Linked DNA regions of Anas platyrhynchos: region 1 is linked to region 2. Evidence: chromatin contacts called from public Hi-C data. All regions are on one chromosome and are shown on one strand. The core of a region is the stretch at or near the end of the contact, and the rest is flanking DNA. Distances in the headings are between cores, read along the strand shown.

Region 1 (6,134 bases), core at 1,551-4,050, 44 kb after region 2:
TCCTTTGATTCAAGGAGGCCTCATTAGCCCGAGTCCTGCTTTGCTCTGCAGAGCAAGCACACAGCAACTCCACCAACTCTTCTGGAGAGCTGCCACGTGTATGCTGGGGCAGCTGATGAGAGCTGCAGCAGGCCTGGAGAACAAAGCAGAATGTCAGTCTGACAGGACAAAGCGCAGCACTTCAAAGAGGCAAGCTGACAGACACTTTCATCTCTGCTCTTTAAAGCTCTCTATTTAACACCCAAGATGACAGGTGAGGAAGTTTCCTCCCGCATGTTCAATAGCCCTCCGGTGAGCCACCTCCCCAGGGCAGGCCCCAACAGGAGGAGGGGTACATACCTCACCCACACGTGGTGTCAGTAGCTCACTGCTGAGCATTTGTTCCTCCAGCCCTGAACAGCATTGGAGACACCGCTTCGGGGCTGGAAGACAAGGCGAGGCTCATGCCTGCTGGGAGCCTTCGGTGCGCCCTGCGCTGGCCCCCTTTTGTCACTGCACAGTTCCAGAGGGTCACAGCAGCACACGGAATCATAGGAACCTGAGGTTGGAAAGGACCACCAAGATCATCTGGTCCAACTGTCCTCCTATCACCAGTTCTACACGCTGAGCTACTAAATCATATCTCATAGCACCTCATCCAGGCACTTCTTAAACACTGCAAGGGACGGTGACTCCACCACCTCCCTGGGGGGGCAGTTCCAGTGCCTGACTACTCTTTGAGAGAAAAAAATTCCTGGTATCTAGTCTAAATCTCCCCAGACACACCTTGTGGCCATTCCCTCAAGTCCTATCATTCATTATCTGGGAGAAGAGGCCAACCCCCTCCTCATCACAACCTCCCTTCAGGGAGTTGTAGAGAGGAATGAGGTCTCCCCTGAGCTTCCTCTTCTCCAGAAGAAACATCCCCAGCTCCCTCAGCCGCTCCTCACAGGACTTGTGCTCCAGGCCCCTCACCAGCTTTGTAGCCCTGCTCTGGACACGTTCCAGGGCCTCGATGTCCTTCTTGGACTGAGGGGCCCAAAACTGAACCCAGCACTCGGCTCTGGTGAGGCCGCACCTCGAATACAGGGGGACAATCACCTCCCTGCTCCTACTGGCTGCACTATTCTTGAGACAAGCCAGGATGCCACTGGCCTTGTTGGCCACCTGAGCACACTGCCAGCTCACCTCCAGCAGAGTATCAATCAACATCCCCAGGTCCCTTTCCTCTTCAGTCTTCTAGCCACTCTGCCCAAAGCCTACAGCACTGCATGGGGTTATTGTGGCTGAAGTGTAGGACCCAGAACTTGGCAACATGGAGACCTAATGCTCCTCTCAAACAACTGGACAGCAGCAGGGGTCAGGGGCCAGCGTGCCTGGGTCCTGTCAGCTGTGGGCCTCCCAGGGAGGACGGCACCACCATGCCCAACCACTCACCTCACCCTACAGCAAAGAACAGCAGCCGGAACCGCAGAGCAGCTCCTCCGCACCCAGCTGCCATCCTTCATGCCCCTTACATCTCCTGCAGGCCAGATGTTCACAGCTAAAGTGGCCTAACTCCTATTTACATTATTTCTAACATTTATATATTTCTTCAGATCTGATGGCTCTTTGACATCAGCTCCCTGAAGCGCTCTGAAAAGGAATTAAAGCATCACAAAAATGAAAAGCCAAGAGAGCCAATGTACTGAAACTGCAGATACCAGTCCACAGCCACCAGGCAGGTCAGTTTAAACACTGGCCTCTTCTTGAAGGACAAAGATGTCCACTGAAAGCACACACAAGGCATGCACAATGTGTATAGCAGACAGGGACACCATTTGCTCAGGACTGGGGACAGATCCACACAGGCCTTTTGTTTCCTTTCCCCAAAGGCCTCTGGTTCCTCCCCGTCATTTGGCTTGAGAAGCACGAGCAGCTTCCACAATAGCAGAAACATCGGAGCCTGCGTTGGCAGCCTCCCCTCAGCAACCCAGAGCATTTTACAGTACTCATCTCTAGTAAGCAAGTTAACAGAGCAGTGATAAAAGCTAATGTGAGGCATAATGTAACTATTAGCAGCAGCAGCCTCCAGAGCACCCTAGGAGATTGCAGGGTGACAGTGAGATGCAGACATTGGAGCCAGGTGCCAAGTGCACAGCCAAGCCCAAGCAGCAGAAGCATGGTGGCCAAGGCAATGGGCTGCAGGTTACAGAGCTCCATTTCCTGGTACCCAGGATTTCCCTGCTCAAGACCTTGTCCTTGGCACACTGCAACCTGGAGGGTCACTGAATCCAGCACTTCTGAATCCAAGCAGCACCAGAGCTCAAGGCTGTGCAAACACTGTCCAACTTCCTTCTCCTTCCAATTGAGGAGAATAAGCAGCTGTTCAGGCACTTGGGGGTGGAAGTTCTCCATCCCTGTTCCACTAGTGCCATCTTCCCAAACCCATCTTCTCCCCACGGGAGTCCCCCTGCACACCATACAAGGCTGGGCATGCCACCAGCTCCACACTGCCAAGGAGCTTGCTTTGCTCAGAGGAGCAGCACTAAGAGGCCAAAATCCTCGGCCCAGGATTGTTACTCAACTGGCAGGTCAGACAAGAAAACACTGGTAGCCTTTCAATAGGGAGCATGAAAACCTGGAAGAGTTCCTGGACAGAAGAGTTGTGACTCAGGACCTCATGTTTGGGCCACACTGAGAGACTGGGAAAAGCCTCAGGGTTCAAAGAAGGAAGGGAAAGCTTCTTAACAAAACAGTTACTGAAATGACCTTACAAGAGGCAAGGGGAGTCTGGCTGTACAATAGCACGCTGGCAGTCAAGCTGCTCTGTCGCATGCTGCTCTCTGTAAGAGCAGCACTAACCAGTCTGGCAGCCAAACAGGCAGTGCTGCAGCTCCTAACCAGCACCTTTAGAGGAAGGCTCAAGAATCCTCGTGGGGACATTTCCATTGTGGCCTGGGGCACTTTCTAGCATCAGACATCCACACTGCCTTGCACATAAGGCCCTAGAGATATGGGTTAACTTCCCAGTTTTGAGTTTCAGTTTATTGCAACTATAGGTATCCCTACCACAGCTATGAAGTTTGAGATCCCTCTTGAGCACAGAAAAATGCCCTGCTGGGACTGTGTTCAGTTTGAACATTCCCCAAATATAAAAAAATGCAAGTAATTCTTAGAAGTTTGACTAATCTTACAACAAGAACTTCCATTAAAAATTCCCTTTTATCAACTCTTAAATATCTTTCAGCTTTCATCAAATGCTACCTTGCACTATGACAGCATCAGTAGAAAGTCACATTCAGCTTCTAATCTTTGCTTTAATTTTACACTCTGACAGCTCACGCTACACATAAGAATTTACTTTTTAGACATCACGTAAGAACTTACTTTAGACATTCACTACTTGAGTTTTTCCATCAGTTTCAAACTGGAGAGACAACACAGTAGCTTAAGCTTTGATCTTAGAATTAGGCTTAAAAGAGGAGATCGCTGCAGTCAAACCCGGACTTCTTAACAAAGAGTACTGAATAGCACATACAAAACAGAGAGTCAACATGCCCTTAATGTAAATACTAGTGGTAAGTTAAATTTATGCATCCTTGTACTGCTTCTCTTATGAGTGCTGCCATTCGATGCAGCCTGTTTCTGGCAAGTCCAGTGTAAAGAGACTTTTTGTTCTCTCAGTGTTGCAAGAAGAGATGACAAGCGTAACCCCCCAGACATCCCATATGGCAATGAGGATGGTCAAGTTCCTGCACACGCTGTCTGCTACAAGGGAGCAGCAGCAGGCATGCAGTAGTACTTCAACTCACATAGGTATCAGGTATGTATCAGATAGGTATCATATGCATCCTTCTTGCATCCAGTACATGTACATGCCCCTTCAGCAGTAATTTCACAAGACCCAGCCACCAGCCCTGGCAAGGTAAGAGAATCACAACTCTGATGCTGTTTTCCCCAGAGTATTTAAATGCTGCAAGCGAAAATTCAGGAACAATTCCTCCAGGGGAATTCCAGTTTCCTCTTCTTGACAGAGAAAGGCAGCTTGTGAAGCCCCTAATCAAGTGCACCTTCTCCTCACAGCCCTGTCCAACAAATCACTTGCTCAGGTTTCAGACCTTCAGCAGACCCCAGCATCTCAGCCACAAGTGCTGCCTTCAGGCCTCCTACTTCTTTGCTATATAACCTTACTGTTACACACTGCTGGGTGAATCTGTCTACCTGCTTACAGTTTCCAGGTCACTATAGCAGCATGGCCCAAGAGACTTCCCTACAACCTTTCTGCTTCATTATCACCTGCAGGCAAGGACTGTCACTTCCCCCAGGACTGCTTGTCACCTACCCGGCCAGCGGACTGCCCACACTGCAGGATGTAAATGCTATTACTGCCCTACCTCACCTTGTCTGTTATGCTCAGTCTCCATAAAAACTAAAGAATGGATTCACACATTTATGTATTTGAACACTTAACTATCTTCAGCAGAAATTCCAAGTACTTATGGAACAGCACATTTCAGGCTCATAGGCCATAACCTGGCAGGGCAGAGAAGTGAAGCAGAGGGCTAAACTGAAGCCAGGACTTCAGTCATGGGGCAGTTACTTCCCTTGCCTACTGCTTCTCCAGAGGACAGAAGGCTCACAGGGTGCTCATCTGCTTCAAGTGGCCGATAATTCATTAATACCACAAGAGGAACTGAAGCAGACAATTCCTGCTCTCCTCATTAACTAGCACACCTGTGAATAGTTTACCTTTCACTTGTTTAAATACAGTTTACTTCAAACACCCTGGTATCATCCCGTCCCCACACTTCTCCCTCTGTCCAGGTGGTAGGCTAGCAAGAGGTCACAGGCTGCAGACCAGGAGAGCAGGGAAGGATAAACACATTCTTTATGAGCTCTCCCAGGGGGACCTCGTTCAACCATTCTCATCCCTCAAGCCCCAAATACAGCCAGCACAGAACTTGATCCAATAGTCTGAACTCTAATCTCCTTTCCAAGCAACTGCAATTATACTTAGTATTTCTCCCCTCCCCTTTAAAATCTGCTCTGACAGGAAACACACTGACAACTTTTCACTGAAGAAATTAAAGTAGATTTTTCTTGAACAAGGCCACCCGCCTGCACAGCCTTAATCCTTGCAGCTCACATATGTTACTGTAACTTGCACTGCACTGAATCCAATTATGCCTCCTCAATCCATTAAAAAAATATTTGAGGCTGTCACACAGGTTGCACGGAGCAGAAATATCAGCTGAGGAGACAAAAACAGGCCCTGCTGTAGCATGGCTTTGCAACCTTATTTCTGCAGAGACACCTACAGCATTAAGAGAATTAGCATCAGAGACTTTTACAAGGACCACTGAATAGTTCACTGCAAACTACTGGAGGCTGGACTCAACTCTACAGAGGAGACCAGAACTGACACACAGTTATTTGTAAGTGCTTGGCAGTTATTAGTTATGCATTAAAAGCTTTTAAAATTACATTGCTCTGGCAGCATGCACAGCTCAGAGCGAGCTCACAGAGCAGCAGGTCTCCCATGCATTACACAGTATGTTAGACCAGCAGACATAACCTTGAGCTAAGTAGCCAGAAGTGTCCACAAATCTGAACTGCACATGCAGATTAGGAATCCAACTACTGACTCACCCACAGCTGCAAAGCAAAATGCAAGCTCTCCCCAGCAGCTGACAACATTTGCCCCTTCAGCCAGAGAAGCAGAGCACAAGCTACAGCTGATCAAGTTCCACAAAGGTACCTGTTGACCTCAGAGGTGCTGAGGGCTGCATGATTTACCAATTCACACTATTTTCAATCTTCTCCATACAGCCAACCCACAGGTAAAGAAAATTAAGTTCTGCCATAATTGCCCTTGCTGACAAGGACCTGGTGGGGACTGCCCAGGGCCTTCTTGTCCTTTCAGAGCTGCCATGCCCCACAGTGCCTGTGCCCCTGTACTTAAGAGCCACATTACAGATCCAGGGGCCTCCTGACACCTATTTCAGCTACAGAGAAAAGTCCTGTACAGACACTACAGAAGTAACAGGCTACAGATGCAGAACTCCTTACAGCCGTTTAGCACCTGCATCTTAATAAAGAAGGACAAGCTTCTAGGTTTTCCTTAACTACAACATCTGTCTGCCACAAGTAACCTTTTCCTGAAACCCATGTAC
Region 2 (6,173 bases), core at 1,431-3,930:
AAATAGTTTGGGTTGGAAGGGACCTTAAAGCCTACCCAATTCCAACCCCCTGCCATGGGCAGGGACACCTCCACCAGACCAGGTTGTTCAAAGCCAGGTCTTCTTCTGCCTTGCTGCTTTCCAGCTTAAAATAAAATAAAATAAAATAAAATAAAATAAAATAAAATAAAATAATTTTAAAAAAGCTGTGGGGGAGCCCAGCTCAGGGTTATTTGAGAGTGGGCAGAATGAGGGGAAGTGGGAGACCACGGGAGGCCAGAGCAGGGCACCTGAAGGTGGGAGGCCAGGGTGTTGGGCTGGGCTGTGTGCTGCTCTCACAGTGCTGGTCCCCCGGCATTTACAGGTGCCCTGAGGCAGCCACCAGTCTCGTCTCCACATAGGCACTGAATATTTAAAAATTTGCCCTTAAAGCTCTGCTGGAGCTGGGCAAAAGGAGCACACCAGCCCTTGAGCAGGGAAATGATGAAGCCAGCCAGGCCAGCCCTGGGAACGCTTTCATTTCCCTCCTAATTAATACTAGCATGACCCCGGCAGCCTTGGCAAATGCCTTTGCAGAGAAGGCAAGCTGCTACCAGCAAAACGCCAGCACATGAGGCGTCCCAGTGGGGCAAGCCCAGCCAGTGGCCCCCTGAACGTGGGACAACTGGCACCCCAGCAGAACCCCACAGCTGGAATGGAAGCCCTTTCCTAGCAAAATAAATAAATAAATAAATAAATAAATAAATAAATAAATAAATAAATAATACAGATCAGCAGAGGATGGGCAAAGGAGGAGTCCTTTTTGGGCAGAGCTTGCGGCCCTGTCGAAGGCTGCCCGAGGTTTCCAGCAGCCCCTTTCAGGCCTTGGCTGCCTGATTGTTTTCCGAATTGCAGAGGTTTAACAGTGCGATCATGTCAATGGCGCTGCCCGGGAGGTGGCCCAGCTGGGCCAGGACACTCAGCCCGGACCAGCCCTCAGCCGGGGGCTGCTGCCACCTTCCCTGGCCCCTGCGGCCCGCTGGGCCTTCCTGTGGCCCTGGGAGGCTTGGGGGGCTCGGGGTCCAGCCCGGCCCCGCTGGGCAGGAGCCGGGGCAGGGCCATGGGCTCACTGGGGCCGCAGCGGTGGCTGCAGGGTGCTGCGGGCAGGGGCAGCAGGGGGGCTCTGCACCCTGCACGGGCTCCATGCCTCATCTGTGGTTCACTGTCCCTCATGGCGCTTCCACTGGTTGAGCAATAGCGATTCGGGTACTGTTTCACTCAGGACGTTGCAGATTTAGCAGCACCTAAAGAAAGGCTTTAAGCAGTTCTCCTTTTTTTTTTGTTATTTAATCCTCTCCTGCATCACGAAAGCCGCTCTGTGCAGATCTGCAGCTTTGCTGCCAGCAGCCACCACATGGAAACGCGGCTGCTCCGGCCCATCTTGCATTGCAAACCAGAGCGATGCAGGTGCTGGCCATGACAAACAGCCTCAGTATATGGCAGCTCTCTCCAGCTCCTTCCCCTCTCAGACTCAAGCCCCTCTCCCACGCCCAGGCCCCCTAATCACCATAATCAGCTCAGTTCACACATTTGGGATGGACAATTCAGGGCTAAGAGCCTGGTGCCTGCTCCTATTGAAAGCCAAGTGAAGGGGTTTGAATCAGGGCTGCCTGAAAATGCCGGCAAATGCGCTGCTCCTCCGAAACAGACCTGTCCCCTCCTGGGCACGGGGCTGGGGAAGGAGAGATCTCCAGCCTGGCCTCCTGGGCTCTCATGGTGCTGCCAAGCTGAACTTTTTCTCCTGCTTCAGGCTTGTATCGGTATGAAAAAAAGCCTAGTGACAGAAGTTTATTGGCAGCCCTTCTCAACACCCATCAGTGCCTGACACACGGGATGTGGCACTGCTGCTCGGAGCAGCTCTCCCTGTGGTTCCTTTCACGGCTCACCCTGACAAAATGTACCACCATGCTGGGCACGGCCCCTGCTGGGCTCGGCGCTGCTCACGTGCGTGACCTGGCCAGCTGTGGCGTGGGCTCTGGCCAGCTGAGAGTGACCTTTGTGCGTTGCAGAAGGGCGCAGAGCACGCGACGGGGACATCCTACGGGAAGCCTCATCTGGGACTGGCTGTGTGCCTGGGGGTAAGCAGAGCAGCTTGGTCTCCAAAACCCGAAAGGGTCGCTGTGGTTGCAGGGAGAGCGGTGGCAGCACGGTAAGGCCTCCAAAGACCTCGCTGCGTTGGCTGTCCCCACTCCTACGGGTGATGCTGCCCTGCACCTACGGGTGATGCCACCACACCGGTGGTGGGACAGGGACAGGGACAGGGCAGCGGGCAGGTCAGGGAAGGAGCAGGCGTGCTGTCCTCTGAGCAAACATCCTCTGGTGCTTTCCCAATCACCACGCTTGCTTTGAAACGCTTTCCAGCAGCACGGCAGTGCTTGCCGAGTTTCTGATTTCCCCTGCCCTAAGTTACAAAGCCCCCAAACGAAGCCCTGGCGGTGCCCCGGGGTCTGCAGCCCCCGTCCCCGGGCACGCGTCCGGCCGGGCCCTGCAGCGTGTGCCCACCCTGCCCCTTCCCCGCCGGCAGCGGGGCTCCGGGTCCGGCTCCGGGTCCGGGTCCGGGGGGGGGTCCCGGGGCTCCGCCAGGCACCGGCCGCACAAAGGCGCGGCGGGGGCGGGGGCCGGGCGGCTGCCCCGTGGGCCGCGGCGGTGACAGCCGGGGGCGGGCGGGCGGGCCGGGGGCGGGGGGCCCGGCCCAAGTTCCTGCCTCCTTGGGAACAAAGGGAACTCTGTCTCGGCATCTGTCACCGCCGCGGCCCGAAAACTTTTCGCCGCCGGCCCCGCCGCTGCGGGAGGGCCCCGCCGCACCCCGGCCCCGGCGCGGTGGCGGCGGCGGCGGCGGCTGCGGCGCGACCCCCCCCCCGGTACGGCCCATGCAAGGCCCCAGGAGGCGGCGGCGGCGGCCCGGGGGTAAGAGCGGGGCACAAGGCACAACGGGGGAGCCCCCGCGGGCTGCCTGGGGCCGGGCCGGGCTGCGGCGGGGCGCTGCGGGGCTCGGCTTCCCCGTGCGGGGCGGCCCCCGCTGCCTTTGTGCGGCCGGGGCGGCGTGAAAAGTTTTGGCGAGTGCCGTCTCGGAGCGCCCGGGGGGGGTTTGTTGGCGCTCGGCGCCGTTCCCCTCTTTGTTGTCGCGGGGTGTTGAGTTTGGGAGAGTTGCTGCGGGGCCGGGGGAGGTTTTTTGGTGGCTTTGGGTTCTCTTAGCGGCGGGGGTGTGTGTGTGGGGGGGGAGGTGTGGGGGGGGCAGCGTTTGGTTTCTGGCCTCTTTTTTTTTTTTTTTTTTTCTTTTTTTTTTTTTTGCTCTCGCCGCGGTTTCGGGTTTCTTTCCCGTTTCCCGAGCTCCCCGTGCGGGGCGGGCTCCCGGCTTTGTGTGGGCCGAGCGCCCCGCTACCTGTTGCGGCAGGGATACGGGGGGGGGGTGCCCGGGGCTGCCCCGGAGCTGACAGCGGCCGCCCGGAGCCGCCCCGAGCCCCGGCGAACAATGAGCGGAGCCCCCCCGGCTCTGCCCCCTCCCGGCTCCTCTCGCTGCTTTGCGGGGGCAGCTCCTCGTGGACCCTGTGAAGTCCCCGCAGAGCTCCGGGGGCTGTGCTCGGGAAGTGCTGTAGGGTGGGTGCTGGGGGGGGAGCTGCCCCCCAAGCTCGGGCGGTGAGGGGGCTGTGTGGCTGCGTGCCCCGAGCCCCCAGCCAGGGCACCAGGTGATGTGTGCGCTGTTTGGTTTCCACCTCGCCAGGCTTTCACCAGGAGAGGTCCGCAGGCAGCTCCACCATGTCGGATAGCGACCCCGGGGAGGACGACGGCACCACATGTCTGGAGGCGTCTCAGTTGAACAAGAGGAAAAGAAGGGGCAACCTGCCCAAGGAGTCTGTAAAGATCCTGCGGGACTGGCTGTATGAGCACCGCTTCAATGCCTACCCCTCCGAGCAGGAGAAGCTCAGCCTCTCAGGGCAGACCAGCCTCTCCGTGCTGCAGGTATGACCCGGCCCCCGTGCGCTGGGGAAGGGACGGGCTGGGGCAACCCCTCTGAAGACCCCAGAGGACTTGGCATGCTTGAAGCATGGGGCAGTAAGGAGGCAGAGAGGGAACGGCAGGGAGGCAGAAGTGCTGTGTGTAGGCAGCCTCGAACTGGGAGAGGTCTGTGCCCCAGGGAGCAATGGAGCAGGCGTTTTTGGCTGGCCAGAAGATGGATTCAGATTGGGAAAAAGGAAGCGATACCACTCTGTTAGTAAATGCTGCCACGAGTGGGGGCTTCCAGGGGTTCAGGCTGCTTTATCCTGTTTCCCTGGGCACCCCCCAGCAAAGCGGCCAGGCCACCTTCCAGGTCAGAGCTGGGCAGGGGACAAGTGTCCCAGGAGAGAGTGCGCCATACAGGGCTGGGCTCGGACCTTGGGTGGACCACAGGTAGCACCGGGTGCTGGCTCTCCTGCTTGCCCTGGTCACACTGGCAAAGTAAAGGGGAGCCCAGCCCAGCCGAGCTCACCTCCATGGGGCTTCCTCTGCACCTCTTGTCTCCTTGCCCTGCTCTCAGCGCAGTCCTGGCCAGCTGGCCCAGACACTGGTGTGTGGGCCGTGACTGTCTGTCTGGTTTCCCTCTCCCTGACCGGCACAGCAAACTTTCTTTTTAATGTTTTACTTATCTATTGAAATGCTGGCTGAGCAACAGATTTGTGTCCAGCCAGCAGCTGGGCTATGCTGCAGGGCAGGCTGGTGGTGCTGGGGCGCTGTCAGGCGGATTGGCTGTGAAGCAGTGACCGGCCCAGGATGGTACTGGTGCTACTGGGCCTGACGGCTGTACCTAGCCTGGGCGCTGCCTGAGCGTTGGCTCCAGGGGGGCCACAGCCACAACTGGGGACAGTGGGACCGGGGACAGTGGGACCAGCCAGAGCCACGCAGCCACACCCGGGATGGAGTGGGGCATCCTCATTCTGTGGTGGGGAGCTGTGAGATGGTGCTGGCCCTTGGCAGGAGGTGTGAGTGAGGTTTCTTCTGCTGTGGGATCTCCCTTGCTCTGAGGTGACACAAAGGGCACTGCTCGGCCATCCTCTGCCTGATGATGGGGTGGTGGAGTGGGACACCCCATGGCAAGGCAAGGCCGGAGAGGCCTCGGGGGCCAGCCTCGGGAGGGGTGCTTGAACCAGCAGGGCCGATCCCACTCCCCCGGGCGCCTCCTGAGCGCAGTGGCCGAGCCGGGCCCTGCGCCCTGCAGTTTGTTTATGCGTGCCCCTGCCTGGCTGCCAGTGACGAGGCGGCGGCAGTGTGGTGGCCCCAGGTCTCCAGGGCGACCGGGCAGCCTCGAGCCCCACGCAGAAAGCCGGGGTCAGGAAGCTGTGCAGGCTCCCAGGCCAGCCCCGCGGCTACCGGCCTCCCTGCCCTCATCCTGAGGGAGAGGGGCACGCAGCAGGGCCAGGTTTTTCTTCCCCAAGAGCACAGAGGATGCTGTTCTCATCACAGAGGTGTTTAAAAATGTGAAACATTAAAAATAAGCCTGCTTGCTTGGAAGGGGAACTGCCGAGGCTTGTCTAGCTCCCCCCCGCAAGCGAATGCCATGTGGCAGCCTGCGTCCCGGCCGGGTGGCTGAGCGTGCCCGTCTGCCCTGCTCGCTGCGTGGAGCTGAACAGGAGCTGGGATTTTGTGGGGGCTCCTGGGCACTGCAGAGCCGGTTGGGCTTTTTGTGGGTGCCAGGGTGCAGCCCTCTGGTTGGGGATTTACAGCTGCTGATGGCCGTGGGAGCGCTGGAGCACGTCAAGGGCTCTTGGCAAAGGGGTTGCAAGGGAGTGTGTTCACACACAAGGAAAAAGGGGGTGAGTCTCACATATTTGAGAGCGTTAAATGCCAAATATTGTCTGAAAGACAAAAAAAAGGACAGCTGAGATCTTGCTGTGATTGAAGTTGTGGTAAGTTCTTTCTACCCAGGGGAAATATTTTACAGAGACACTGATTTAGGAAAGATTTTTTTTTTGCCTGATTTAGTCTCTTCTAGTTGTTTTCTAGGAAGAAGGCAGTTTTTTTAACCTAGCTTTTTGTATGTGGTTGTTGCGTTTCTGAGGGGCTTCCAGAGGTGTAGCTGCAGAGGTTTGCCTCTTTTGCATCCAGCTGTTTGGAAATGCCTTCAAAGCCAGCTTTGCTAGTTAGCAGGAGGCACAGGAACACATCAGTGAATTGCCGCC

What was found. A called contact is a pair of places that touch in the nucleus more often than the background predicts.
Region 1: a contact with region 2 is called in a Hi-C map of subcutaneous adipose tissue, with 2.0 times the contacts expected there. The contact joins the enhancer-like site here to the promoter of TGIF2 in region 2. A contact is called at or near these places in 3 of 8 Hi-C or Micro-C datasets (skeletal muscle and subcutaneous adipose tissue).

The regions. Positions count from the first base shown.
Region 1 is chr21:9,821,746-9,827,879 of IASCAAS_PekinDuck_T2T, forward strand. All of the region lies in intron 7 of DLGAP4 (DLG associated protein 4), which reads right to left. Among named protein-coding and RNA genes, the nearest start is that of TGIF2, 45 kb to the left of the region's middle. Within about 2 kb of position 2,801, at least 2 of the 8 cell types and tissues checked have an H3K27ac peak or open chromatin away from gene starts, as enhancers often do. A contact at or near this core is called in subcutaneous adipose tissue, where this site is marked.
Region 2 is chr21:9,777,406-9,783,578 of IASCAAS_PekinDuck_T2T, forward strand. TGIF2 (TGFB induced factor homeobox 2) reads left to right here and starts at 2,681. Exons shown (of 3, transcript XM_027473217.3): 1 at 2,681-2,925; 2 at 3,740-3,978. The coding sequence starts at 2,889.